3 separate regions of the Mus musculus genome follow, and all the other regions are linked to region 3. Evidence: chromatin contacts called from public HiChIP or PLAC-seq and promoter capture Hi-C data. All regions are on one chromosome and are shown on one strand. Each heading gives the region's core, a stretch centred on a gene start, on an enhancer-like site or on the middle of the called end of the contact. The rest is flanking DNA. Distances are from core to core; before and after follow the strand shown. Region 1 holds the start of Acot9 (acyl-CoA thioesterase 9). Region 2 holds the start of Prdx4 (peroxiredoxin 4). Region 3 holds the start of Nbdy (negative regulator of P-body association).

Region 1 (4,044 bases), core at 223-2,722, 1.5 Mb before region 3:
GTGCCAGTTGGAAATTAGATCTACCAAAATGGCCTATGTGGTCCAAGGGTGCACTTTCATTACAAGGCCTTGCTGCTTATCAAAGGCATGTTCTAAACTGGGCACGAGAAAATACATCTGTAAATCCCAGCACTAGAAAAGTTGAAACCTGACAGACTTGACATGGGTCCGAGGCCTGCTAGTATTACCTGGTTTCTTGGCTAGAGATCTCAAAGCAATAAATAAATATACAGATAAGAGCTGGAAGTGGTGGCTCAAGCTCTTCAGGCCAGCACTGGAGAAGCATAGGACGGTAGATATATGGTGAGTTCGAGGCCAGTCTGGTTGATGATATAGATAAAGAAAGAGATAGATATCGATATATATAGATAGCCAACTTTAGGCCAGCCAAGGTTACACAGTAAATTCTATCTCAAAAACAAACAGGATGTTGATATGTGTTTAATCCCAGCACTGGGGAGGCAGAGGCAGGCAGATCTCTGATTTTGAGATGAGTTGGGTCTACATACAGTGAATTCCAGGAGAGCCAAAGATTCACAGAGAAACCCTGTCTCAGAAAAAAAAAAAAAAGAGTAAATTAACAAACAAGGGGTTGGAGAGTTGGCTCAGTGGTTAAGAGCACTTGTTGCAAAAAGACCTGATTCCCAGCACCCAGATGGAGGCTCACCACCTTCTCAAGCACCAGGCAGGCATGTGGGACACAGACACACATGCAAGAGAAATGTTCATACATAAAATAATAAAAAATAGATCTAAATAAAATTAAACCAAACAGATGAATCAGCTTAAGAGAGCCAAATGGTCTCTACAGTCTTTACAAGTATGATAACATACTTAAGACAGATTCCAAGTGTGTCATGCACTTAACCCCCAAAATGTTTTTTTTTTTTTTAAGAGAAAAGTGCTCGCAAGGCAAGGCAGAACTGAAAGTACTGGCTTTTGAAAAAAGGGGCTACACCAAGATTCCAGCCACACCCCTGGTGAGCAAAAGGATAGGAATTTCAAGGGAACACCCAACGTCTTCCCTTTTAAAAGTGTCAGCTGTCGCTAAAGTAGGGTGGTGGCATTTTTCCAGGGTAGGCCGGAGGACGGGGTCTGGCACTGGGTGCCTTTTCCTCCCAAGCCAAATATCCACCACCCCCATCCCACCCGCGGCTTCTTCCGCCCCGCTAGGCTCCGAGCCTCAAAGGGGAAGGCGTGGGCACTCCGGGGCAGCGCCCTTCCACGCCCTGCCACCTACCGTATCGCTGCCCGCTTCATGGCACTCCACTGCCTACCCACGGGTGGACAACCAAGGTCCTCCCGGGTAGAGACAAACCGGTAGCAGAAGAGCGTGAGCGTGAGGACACCTCCAAACACCGGCAACCGCGCCGGACTGAATCTTGGTTCCCACCTTCTAGGTGACGCCACAAGAGGGCCCGGGATAGGGAGGGCCTCACTGCAGGAAGGGCGGGGCTGCGCTGCCCGGGGTAGGGCTGTGCCGCCAGGGGGCGGGACTTCTGCGTAGAGAATGGCGGGTCCTGCTATTTGATTGGTCTGCAGCTGGAGACTGGAGACCGAGACAATGGAATTTCCCACTCAATCAGCTAGGTGGGGTCGGAGACTTATTTATAAGCAGGGCTCTTCCCTCCATTGTTAAGTAAATGAACCACTCAGCAAAGCACCTCGTTCCTCCACCTTGGTAGAACTCTTTTATTTTTGACACTTGAACCTTTACTCCCAGTCTGTAGTTCTTGCCCTTGGCATCATATGAGCAGCTTTTCAAAATATGGGTACCCTGCTTATTTTCCCAGAAGTAGGAAGACTGAGGCAAGAGAATTGCTACCACTTAGAGGCCAACCAGGGCTGAAGTGAGGTTTAGGCCGTAAGAAATAGTGTCCCTGTTTTTATTTGACGTTTTGGTTTTTAAAAAGATGAAGCTTAGTAAGAAAAATTAAGTTGAAGAGAATTTCAAGGGAGGCCCATTCTTGTTATCCAAGCAACCCAGGAAGCTGAGTCTGGGAGATCACAAATTCAAGACCTGCCTGATTACAAAGTTCTAGGCCAACCTGTGCAGTTTACTGCGCTCCAATCTCAAAATGAAAGGTTAAAAAAAAAAAGGATTGAGGGATAGAGCTAAGTGGCAGAGTGTGTATGCCTAGCATGCCAGAGTCCCTGGGTTCAAGTCCCAATTCCAAAAAAGGAGAAAAAGGACAGAAGAAAGGAAGTTTTCAGAATTAGGCATGATGGCACATTCCTAGACTCATCAATTATGAGAAGGTCTAATTTACCTCCGAGGAATTCCCTCACTCAGACACATGGCCAGGTGCTGAGTCACAATCTACTAATTATACAAGTTTACTTAAGTGACCCTTCATGAGACTCCAAAGCATTTTCTTAGAAAATAAGTCCTGAGCAATGAACCCCATAGACTCCACTGAAGATAATATCTAAAGTGAGAAATGTCTCACTACTTAGCTAATATTAGTTCTAAAGTCAGGAAAGCCCTATTAAAATCAGCCACCTAGCATTCATGTGTGTCTCTAGCTTAGTCCTTTAACCAGGCTAGAAAGATTAGTTAGCACACTTGTTCTTGCAGGGGAGCAGGGTTCCGTTCCCAGTACCCATGTGCCAGCTCCAACCACTTTCAGGAGGATCAGTTGGCCTCCTCTGGCCTCTGCAGGTACCAGGCCATACACATAGTATACATACATACATACATGCAAGCAAGCAAAGACTAATACACATAAAAATAAATGTGTTGTATTATTCTTTTAATGTCTTAGCAACCCCTATGTCTCATCGTTGTTCTTGTTGCCATTGTAAGACATTTAAGATGTATCACCGTTTGGAAAGCATGGATAGAAGGCAAAGTAAGTCACAAAGCCAGATAGAAAACATGTAACTGTGGAGAAAACATGCAACAATTATGCCATGATGAAATTCACTGTCCTTACACAAGTGATCTGCCAACTCACCATTTTCTTACTTGTGTTCCACATATAATGAAAAATGTAAAATGCCTAATGATAGATTAACGAATGCATTTTCACTGTCTTCACTACAAGTAGAACATTGAACTAGCTAAATGTTATACTATGTTACAGTTCACCCATGAAGTATGAATGAAAAGTATTAATAAACATAATCCCTTCTGCTAATAGAGATTCTGGATATCTGATTTAAATAAAGAATTTTCCTGGGAGTTTATGTCATCGGCTTTCAAGCTAATTTATGCTATGGTTTCATAGACTAGAGAAACTGTGTTTCTAAAATTGGCTCATTTCCTGTATTATATAGCTAACTCAAAAGTATCTAAATAAGCCGGATGTGATGGCACATTCCTGAAATACAAGGTTCCTGGAGACTGAGGCAAGAGATTCAGTCATTCTGAAGCTACCCTGGGCTTTGTAATGAATTCAAAGCCAGCCTCCACAAAACAGTAAGACTCTTTCTCAAAATAAACTAAAGGGGCGGGGCATGTTTCTGAGATGTTAGCACAGTGGTAGTATTCGCCCAACATGTGTAACATCCTGTGTTTGAGTCCTAATGCCAAAAAGTGGGAAAAGGATCCAGAGTAAATTAGGAGACTAAGTTAGTTTTCTATTGCTCCTGTGAAGAACCATTTCAGTGAAACCACCTTAGAAGTAGATCTGAAGGACTTTCTGAAATGAATAAACTTTCTCATGCTTCATTTATTTACCTTTTCAGAGAACATGATTTTATACTTTTCATTATGTGTATCTGGGTGTATATATGTGCATGTGAGGGCAGGGACCTGAGGAATCCAGAAGTGGAAGTATAGGTGGCTTTGAATCATTCTGAGTAATACATGTGAGTGCTGGGAACTGAACTTGTCTCCTTTGCAAGAAAAGTGCATGCCTGTCGTATTCAATGTTCTACTGTTAAAAGATACCATGACTGTGATGGGTGATATATGCTTGGCCCAGGGAGTGGAACTATTAGGAGGTATTGTCTTGTTGGAGTAGATATGACACTGTGGGTGTGGGCTTTAATACCCTCATCTGAGCTGCCTGGAAGCCAACCTTCTGCTAGCTGCCTTCT
Region 2 (3,989 bases), core at 619-3,118, 1.6 Mb before region 3:
TTACAGGAAACTGTAATGAGTAAGCATATTCTCCGAGGGGCGGGGGGAGGGGGCTTCTGGGAACTGAAATATCCTGGACATATGCTTTAAGACTGAGTGAGCTCTGCTGCATCCTGACCTGTGGCACCGCATTTGGTTTTAAAACATACATACCTGGGACACACTTAAGTCACCAAACCGCCCGCTTACCCTATAATTCCTACTGGAAGAGAAAGGCTAGCCAGGAGATACCACTTTTCAGATTAGACCCTTTTATCTCTTGAGTTTTCACCAAACTGAAAAAGACTATGTCTAGAGAGAGAAGTCACGGAGTTTAGTAATAGATCGCTGTAAGGAAAAGAATATTGTTCTAATAGTCATAAAGTATATGTCAATTAAGCTTTGGGAAAGTATGGTTTGAAGGGATTAACGGATCGAACGTGTAGAGGAAGGGAGAGCAGACATAATAACGGTCCATAGTCAGAGGTTTTATATTCAAGATGGGATTAGGGAGCTCGAAAGATGACTCAGAAGTTAAGAGCACTGGACGCTCTTCCAGAGGACAAAGGTTTGATTTCCAGCACCCTCGTGGCAGCTCTCAATTGTCTGTAACTTCTGTTCCAGGGGATCTTTCAATGTCCTCCCCTGGCTTTTATGAATAGCAGGCACACAAGCAGTGAACAGACATATAGACAAAAAAAATTTAAATAGTAATTTTTCAAAACAGGATGAACAGGGTGTAAATCAGTTATGGTTTGGAGTTCATGAAGGCAGCACTAGGGCTGAGGGAGCAGACAGGTGACGTCACAATTCAGTCTGACAAGCTAAAGTGGGACTGAGCCCCTAGGCGCTGGGGCAATAACTCAAGGGCGGCTGGGCATGCCCTAGTGTATCATAGGTAGGAGAGGCAAGGCAGCAGAGGAAGAGGGCTCGATGGGTAATGGGTAGTTATGCTGTGCTATGAGGGGTGACTACGAACTTTACAGCTCTTGACTGGAAAAGCAAATCTTTGAAGCAAAATTAATTCCCCCAAACTTCTTTTTGCCTGTTGGAGGAAAATAAATGGTTAGCTATTTGCTCTCAAGTTTTTCTGGGACTGAAAAGAGCTGAAAAGATGAGTCCTGGCACTGTACAGGCAAATCACTCCGGAGGTTCAGGGGACACATACATGTCTGTTAAGTTCAGCAATTTTGTAGTGTCCATGGCCTAACCCACCCACCCCCTGCCCCCAGCCTCCTAAACCTAGAGTAATCAACAGGCCAAATATAGTCAACCAGTATATTTCAAAATAACTGTTTTGGGTGTTTCCCCATAAAAAGGTAAATGAGTTGGTGACTACATTCCATGTTATATTCATTCAGATGGTGCCCTGTAAGTGCATACAAGTATGATCTGTCAAAAACAAAAACAAAATGAGATGCATGAAAGTGACCTTAATTAGAAGTATAAATTGTGGTGGCACACGCCTTTAATCCCCAGCACTCAGGGAGGCAGGGATAAGTAGATCTCTGCTTGGTCTACAGAGCAAGTTCCAGGGCAGCCAGGGCTACACAGAGAAACCCTGTCTCAAAATAACCACGAAAAGTCTACATTTTAAGTCCTTCACAGGCACATAGGTTAGTGTGAACTTGTGAGGGGATGATGTGAGGGGTAGGGAAGCTCTGTTACAGAGATGGACTTGGAAGTACACCTTCAAGGACAGGGACAGTCAGTGCTCTGGAGATCAGTCACTAGGCACCCGTGCAAACTTCTTTTGTTAAATTGGGAAAACACTTCAGCTTGGCTCTCCTTTTGACGCAGGCGCAGAAGCCCACTGGGGGGGGCGGAGCTTGCGCCCACGTGGCGGAGGGGCGGAGTGGGGCGGAGCAAGTCTCGCGAGGCCGCGCCCTTGGTCGCGCGGTCTCCAGCGCGCCGTTTTAGCTGGCTGCCTGGCGGCAGGGGACTCTGTGCTTTAGCAGAGGGACGTGTTTTCGCGCTTGCTTGGTCATGGAGGCGCGGTCCAAGCTGCTGGACGGGACCACGGCGTCCCGTCGCTGGACCCGAAAGCTGGTGTTGCTCCTGCCGCCGCTGCTGCTGTTCCTGTTGCGGACCGAATCTCTGCAAGGCTTGGAGAGTGATGAACGGTTCCGGACCCGCGAAAATGAGTGCCACTTCTACGCTGGTGGACAAGTGTACCCCGGGGAGGCGTCCCGGGTTTCAGTCGCGGATCACTCCCTGCATCTAAGCAAAGCCAAGAGTAGGTGGTGCCTTGCGAGTTTGGGTGGAGGAGGTAGAACTCGAGGAATCTTAGACCCTAATTGTGGATGCTACAAAAGGGTGGGGCTGGAGTTGGGCCGCACCCCCCCCCCAAGGCTGCCTGGGAGTTCTCGGTCCACCCCATGCCTTTGTGGGTGTGAGGTTGGAGGTGGGTTCCTGGTGTGAAGAAAGAAATGGGTTTCTCTGAACAGATTTCGGGAGAGGTAGCGGTTACCCCCAAAGCCGCAGATGGGGGTGTTTCTAGACCCGGGCTTACAGTCGTGGAGGATGTTGTGCAAACTAAAATACTTCCTTACATATTCGAAAGTGCCTGCAGCCGTCCTATCTCTTTTTTCCAGGGAAGAAAGTACATTGATAAGTTGAATAATGATTCACAGAAAGTTTGGTTAAACAGAAAAGTGGTTAAACAAAATGGTCAGGAGGTCAAACTTTTTTTCTCTTAGCTTATAAAGATTGTTATTGAGAGTCATCTCCCCAAACTTTGTAGAGTTAATAGATGTTTATTTAAAAAAAAAAAAACAAGTCTTATGGAGTATTTTGGAGGGAAACTGGGGAAGAGGCGGAAGAGGCACAGTTGGGTTGGTGGTAAATCTTGTGTACTGCCAATTGGGCTTTTCATTATTTGTCTTTCTGTCTAGTGTTTGAAGCTAGTGGCCACTCTCAGAAAAAGACACGTCAGACTAAGAAGATAGTGAGAAAATTGAGGCCTGCTGCATCTGGATATTAAGATTGCCAAAAAAGTGATCAGGGGACACAGACACAGACCATATATTATTTGCTTTTCCCTAACCCACTTTTCCTAGGGATTATTTGGCATTCTGTGAGTGTGTGTTTGAGTTTTGGTGGTTGTGGCACATTCTGTGCTAGTATTCAGTGAAACAATAGTTATACTTAACATTTTGGGGTCAATTTTTTGGACATGGGGACTGGACAGATCTGACAAAATGGCTTCAAATTCTGTAGTCCTCCTCCTTCAGCTTGCAGAGTGCTGGATTCCAATTGTGCTCTACCACATCTGGCTACTTCACAGTTATGAACCTCTAAAGATAATGGGATGTTGCTACCACAAGCCATAAATGAAAAAGCCAAGCCGATTTGCCTCCGTAAACATTTGTAGTTTCATAGTACAAGTTAACTACTTTGGAATTGGAAGATAGATTTGCTTTAAAAATATTTCTAAGTTTCATTGACTACACTTGCATGAGGAAGATATTCTGAAATGTGCTTACTCAAATACACTTCCTGTTAGAAACAAAAACATTCCAAAGGAGATTTTTGTATTCATAAAAGGGGATATTGTAGAACAATTAAGGCTATTTTTGAATCATTCTAATAAAATGAAAAATATTATAATACATTTTTCTCAATGCAATGAGTGTTAAAAATGAGAATGCAACCTTATCCATATTTGTGTTTGGGAAAAAATGGTTGTAGTTTGAGAGACAGAACATGTAAATTGTCTTCCTTTACTTCTCTGTATTTACCAGAATTCTTATTATCAGGGTTGGGTTTGTTTGTTTGTTTTTTGTTTTTGTTTTTGTTTTTTGAGACAGGTTTTCTCTGTATAGCCCTGGCTGTCCTGGAACTCACTTTGTAGACCAGGCTGGCCTCGAACTCAGAAATCCACCTGCCTCTGCCTCCTGAGTGCTGGGATCAAAGGCGTGCGCCACCACGCCCGGCATAATCAGGGTTGTTAAGGATGTGCTAAGCGTGTTAGGAAGTGTTGCTTGCTCTGTTGAGACAGGGTTTCACTA
Region 3 (3,956 bases), core at 1,149-3,648:
TTTATCATTACTGCTAGCATTTGGGGATTTGTCTGATTATTTTTGAACATGCCATTATCAACTCCTTCTTCCTCCTTCTCGTGCATTTTTATTTAAAAAAAAAAAATTACCTTTAGCATCACAACTTCCAGGAGCAAGACACCAGCAAAAGCAGGGCAGCATTGGAAAGAACCTTCATGGTCTTCAATGGGTGAACTATTTTACAAACGCACCAAGGAAATGAAGCCATACTGCAGTCCCTCACAAACTGGAAAACAGTAAAAGAAGGTGAAGTCCTTTCTTCTTCTGTCACTATAGTCTGTCTCATTTTCTTCTGGCCTTTTCAGTTCCTTATGTTCCTTTCAGCTCCCAATTCAATGGTGCATTCCTATTCAATAACTGGGTCCACAGAATTAGGGGGTATGTTCTGTACAGCAGCTCACAGCATCAATTCTGGAACCAATGCTTGCATTTTCTTTCTTAAGCAAATCTCAACAAGGCCATTTAAGTGTCTCACAACTTGTGGCAACTTATAGGCCTATACAAACATCCTTTAGTGGAGTTGTGATTAAACGCAAGCATTCGAAATCCTTTAGAAAAAGATGGCACACACACACCAACCACACAAATTCAACAAGTATCCGCCATTACAATTATGTATGCTTTAAATCACTGGGGAAAATTACGCAGCTCTTAAACACTTCTTGCCCTGAATAGCCCCCTTTGTTTCCTAGGTGAGCATTTCTTTCCCTATTGCCTGTTAAATTACCATTTTCACTCTGAATAGAGGTTTAAAAAAAAAAAAAAAAAAAAGAGGGAAGGACCGGCCTATTGGAATGACAATCAACTGCTTTTAGGTGAAATGAGACTCCATTTTTTTTATGCTTTAGCAACAAACCTGATACCCAGAATGTTCACTCAATAATATTCATTGATTAGCTCAAATATCTATTTTACTCCTGCTAAGTTTTGGTCATCTGTCCCCCACACCTCCCTGTTCAAGGCCTAACCACAGCAAGGGCTCCATAAAGATTGAAGATGAAGAAGAACTGTGAGCCTGAGTCAAACTTGTTCATTTGTTTTCTTTTTAACATAAGCCTCATTCAAATGAGCTATTAGTTCTGTGAAAATAAGAGTTAGAGTCTTAAAACACAAATAGTCCTTATTTGGAAATTTCCAATGCTACTCGTTCATCCAGAATAAACTGCGTACTCCTTAGCAAAACACTCAAGGCCTACAGCCCTGTATCACACTTCTCTCACAGACTTAGAATTACAGCCACGCTGCCCCAGAACAATCTTGCCCTCTGGCTTTCATTGTAGAAACACTAGGCCTAAAAAGCATCCTAACCCATATGGTAGATGTCACTCACCCTTTAAGGCCCACCCACAAATTCCCCCCTCCTCTTTGATGGCTCTTGAAGACTAACAGGCTCCATCAAGAGCCATCTCCATCCTCCATGATTCCTGAATACCTTGAACAAGCACATTTTTATGGTACTTGGGTTTGACCATCATATTATAACTTGTTTTCACTTACTAAATACCATCTTACACAGAAAAAAAAAAAACCCAGTTCTCAAAGCTCACTTTACAATCTCCTCTGGGCACAGGCATTAGGCCTTTAGTACATCCTTACACTTGGTCTTGGGCTAAGCATTTTTAAATGGAAAAAATTTCAATATATACACAAAAACAGAAGAGTATAGTAAATCCCCACCCAGTTTTAATTTATTAGCCAGGGAACATTGTGTTAGTATCTCACTATACCTTGGCCTGTCATGAAAATCAAAACACTGCAGTTTTTAAAATTACAATTAACTCATGTAAAATATCTTAATTACTCACCGCAATCAAATACCTATTTCATCCAAGCATACTTTTTTTTTAAAAAAAGAAAGACTTTTCAATGCCTGTACTTGTTTCTTTTCTCTTTGAATTTGTGGAAAGAACAGGAAAACAGGGAAGAGCTGGGGAAAGGCATAATTAAGTTTCAGAGAGCCTGGATGTCCCAGATGAGAACGAAAGAATCTGACCTGATTTCGGCTGGGAAAAAAATCTATTTCACTACTTCTCCGGAGGAGGAGGGTGCGACTTGAGTCCAGCAGATGCAGGAGGAGGCGCCGAGGGGAGAGTGCTACTACCTCCACTGGGAGTCCCTTCGGGATAATCCCACCGCGGAGCCAGGACACAGCGCTTTTTTGGAGGCTTGGGTTCCCGCGTATTTCCTGGTGGGAGCGTGGATCTCCCGGAGGCACAAGGTTGGTCCCCCATAGGTATGACAGGACCAGAGCGTTAGTTTTCTCTGGTGGGCCCTGGCAAGGCCGAGATCTGAGATGGCGGATCCCCTCCAGGCACGGGGCTGGCTTCCTCCTGGTTTCGCTGTTACCGTATTTCCTGTATCCTGAGACGTATATCCCTTCTCCGCCTCCTCAGCGCTCCGTTCCCCAGCCCACTTTAACCTTTCTACGAGAATGGAATGCAAAGAGAAAAAAAAAAAAAAAGGAGCGCATTTAATAAAGTGCTTTTCCACAGCACATCTCTCTCACAGTTTAATTAGTTGTATGGAGAGTTTTGTACAATTTAATTTAAAAAAATACTAATTTGCTGTAACTTGCCAACGGGGCAGGTGTTAATCAATGAGTGTGTGGCATGGTCGCGGGAGTGCTGTAACCAAAGAAATCAAGCGTTTTACACTGCAGTCCCTTACGCACAGCACATCACAGAGCCATGAAAGGGGTACAACCATCTAGGAAGCTGTGTACAAACACGTTGACTTATTGATTACAGTGTTAAAATTGAAAACCGGTTGTGGAAAATGGACGCACAATAAATTCATCATAAACCAAGACCTCTGTTTACTTTATAATTTTAAAATTTTGTCATCTTTGAAAATTCACTGTATTTTTTTTTCTCATTCCAACAGCCAAGATCTCTTTGAAAACAGACAACGGGTGACACTCCATGTTTAATCGGCAAGATTTTATTTCTTTTTTAGGGTTATGGAAAACAATGACTCATCTTACTATTGTGGTATGTTATATTCTATGTTATATGGTAAGGAACCAGAAACAGTTACCAGAAGGTTCACAAAACAGAGAAAAAGCTTCTGAATTTCTTTGACAGGCATCGCTCCATAACCTTAATGTCTCTGCCACTTGCCTGTGCATAAATGAAACCCCACTTTTCCACTACCACCCTCATTGGTTTATAATGGAGAAATCTCAATCTATAATGTCACACAAACTCCGAACCGCCTCCAAGCTCTGTTGTATTTTATTAATTGAATTATTGGAATTTGGGTTTCCACCTATGATAATTTATGTGCAAAATGATACCACATTAAGGATAATCCGTTCAAACCAGTTACTGCCATAGCTATCTCACACCTTTAAGATGGCTGCCTTCCCCCCAAGCACCCAGCACAGTCTCTTACATAAATAAGGTACCAATAGATATTTGGTAAGATTCAACAGCCCTACGGGTTTTTTTTTTACTAAAAAAAAATTAAAATCTAATAACATCACTTCTATTTTTGCCTTTCCTAACTCCAATATGTAATATGTGCCCCCAGTTAAGTCCTTACAGATCAGGGTATCAACTGCTACTACTAGAACCAGAAAATCCTAAGGGAAAAAAACAGTGAGGAATATTAGAGAGAATGCTTTAGAACCAGAAGAACATTTGTACTTAAACATGATAGCAGTCAACATCCTAGGAGTAATAGTTGAAGTTATGGGTGTGGGTACTATGCCAAGAAAAAAATAGAGACAGAAATAGAACTGAGTACAAATGGAATTCTGGTAGGTCATGGCAGATGGAAGAAAAGCTGTGACAAAGTTAAAGGAAAAGTAAGCAAAAAAATCAGAAGGCTGTAGCCTAGAATTTCTAAAACTTATGCTGATGACCTCTGAAAGTAGATGTTGTGTGTGTGTGTGTGTGTGTGTGTGTGTGTGTGTGTGTGTGAGAGAGAGAGAG

Evidence for each region. Promoter capture Hi-C pulls out the DNA fragments that hold promoters and counts their contacts. HiChIP or PLAC-seq counts read pairs in DNA pulled down with a chosen protein or histone mark.
Region 1: a promoter capture Hi-C map of cranial neural crest shows a contact between it and region 3. The contact joins the promoter of Acot9 here to the promoter of Nbdy in region 3. A contact is called at or near these places in 5 of 39 promoter capture datasets (the 3T3-L1 cell line, cranial neural crest, embryonic stem cells and 2 more) and 1 of 115 datasets of contacts at active chromatin or transcription factors (stem cell-derived neural progenitor cells).
Region 2: an H3K4me3 HiChIP or PLAC-seq map of pro-B cells shows a contact between it and region 3, with 9 times the contacts expected there. The contact joins the promoter of Prdx4 here to the promoter of Nbdy in region 3. A contact is called at or near these places in 9 of 39 promoter capture datasets (3T3-L1-derived adipocytes, the HPC-7 cell line, HPC-7-derived erythroid cells and 7 more) and 5 of 115 datasets of contacts at active chromatin or transcription factors (embryonic stem cells, large pre-B cells, pro-B cells and 1 more).

The regions. Positions count from the first base shown.
Region 1 is chrX:155,259,871-155,263,914 of GRCm38.p6, reverse strand. It overlaps Acot9 (acyl-CoA thioesterase 9), which reads right to left and starts at 1,472. Exons shown (of 15, transcript NM_019736.4): 1 at 1,241-1,472. The coding sequence starts at 1,260.
Region 2 is chrX:155,336,339-155,340,327 of GRCm38.p6, reverse strand. Prdx4 (peroxiredoxin 4) reads left to right here and starts at 1,868. Exons shown (of 7, transcript NM_016764.5): 1 at 1,868-2,215. The coding sequence starts at 1,966.
Region 3 is chrX:153,721,996-153,725,951 of GRCm38.p6, reverse strand. It overlaps Nbdy (negative regulator of P-body association), which reads right to left and starts at 2,398. Exons shown (of 4, transcript NM_027327.1): 1 at 2,015-2,398; 2 at 111-247. The coding sequence starts at 119.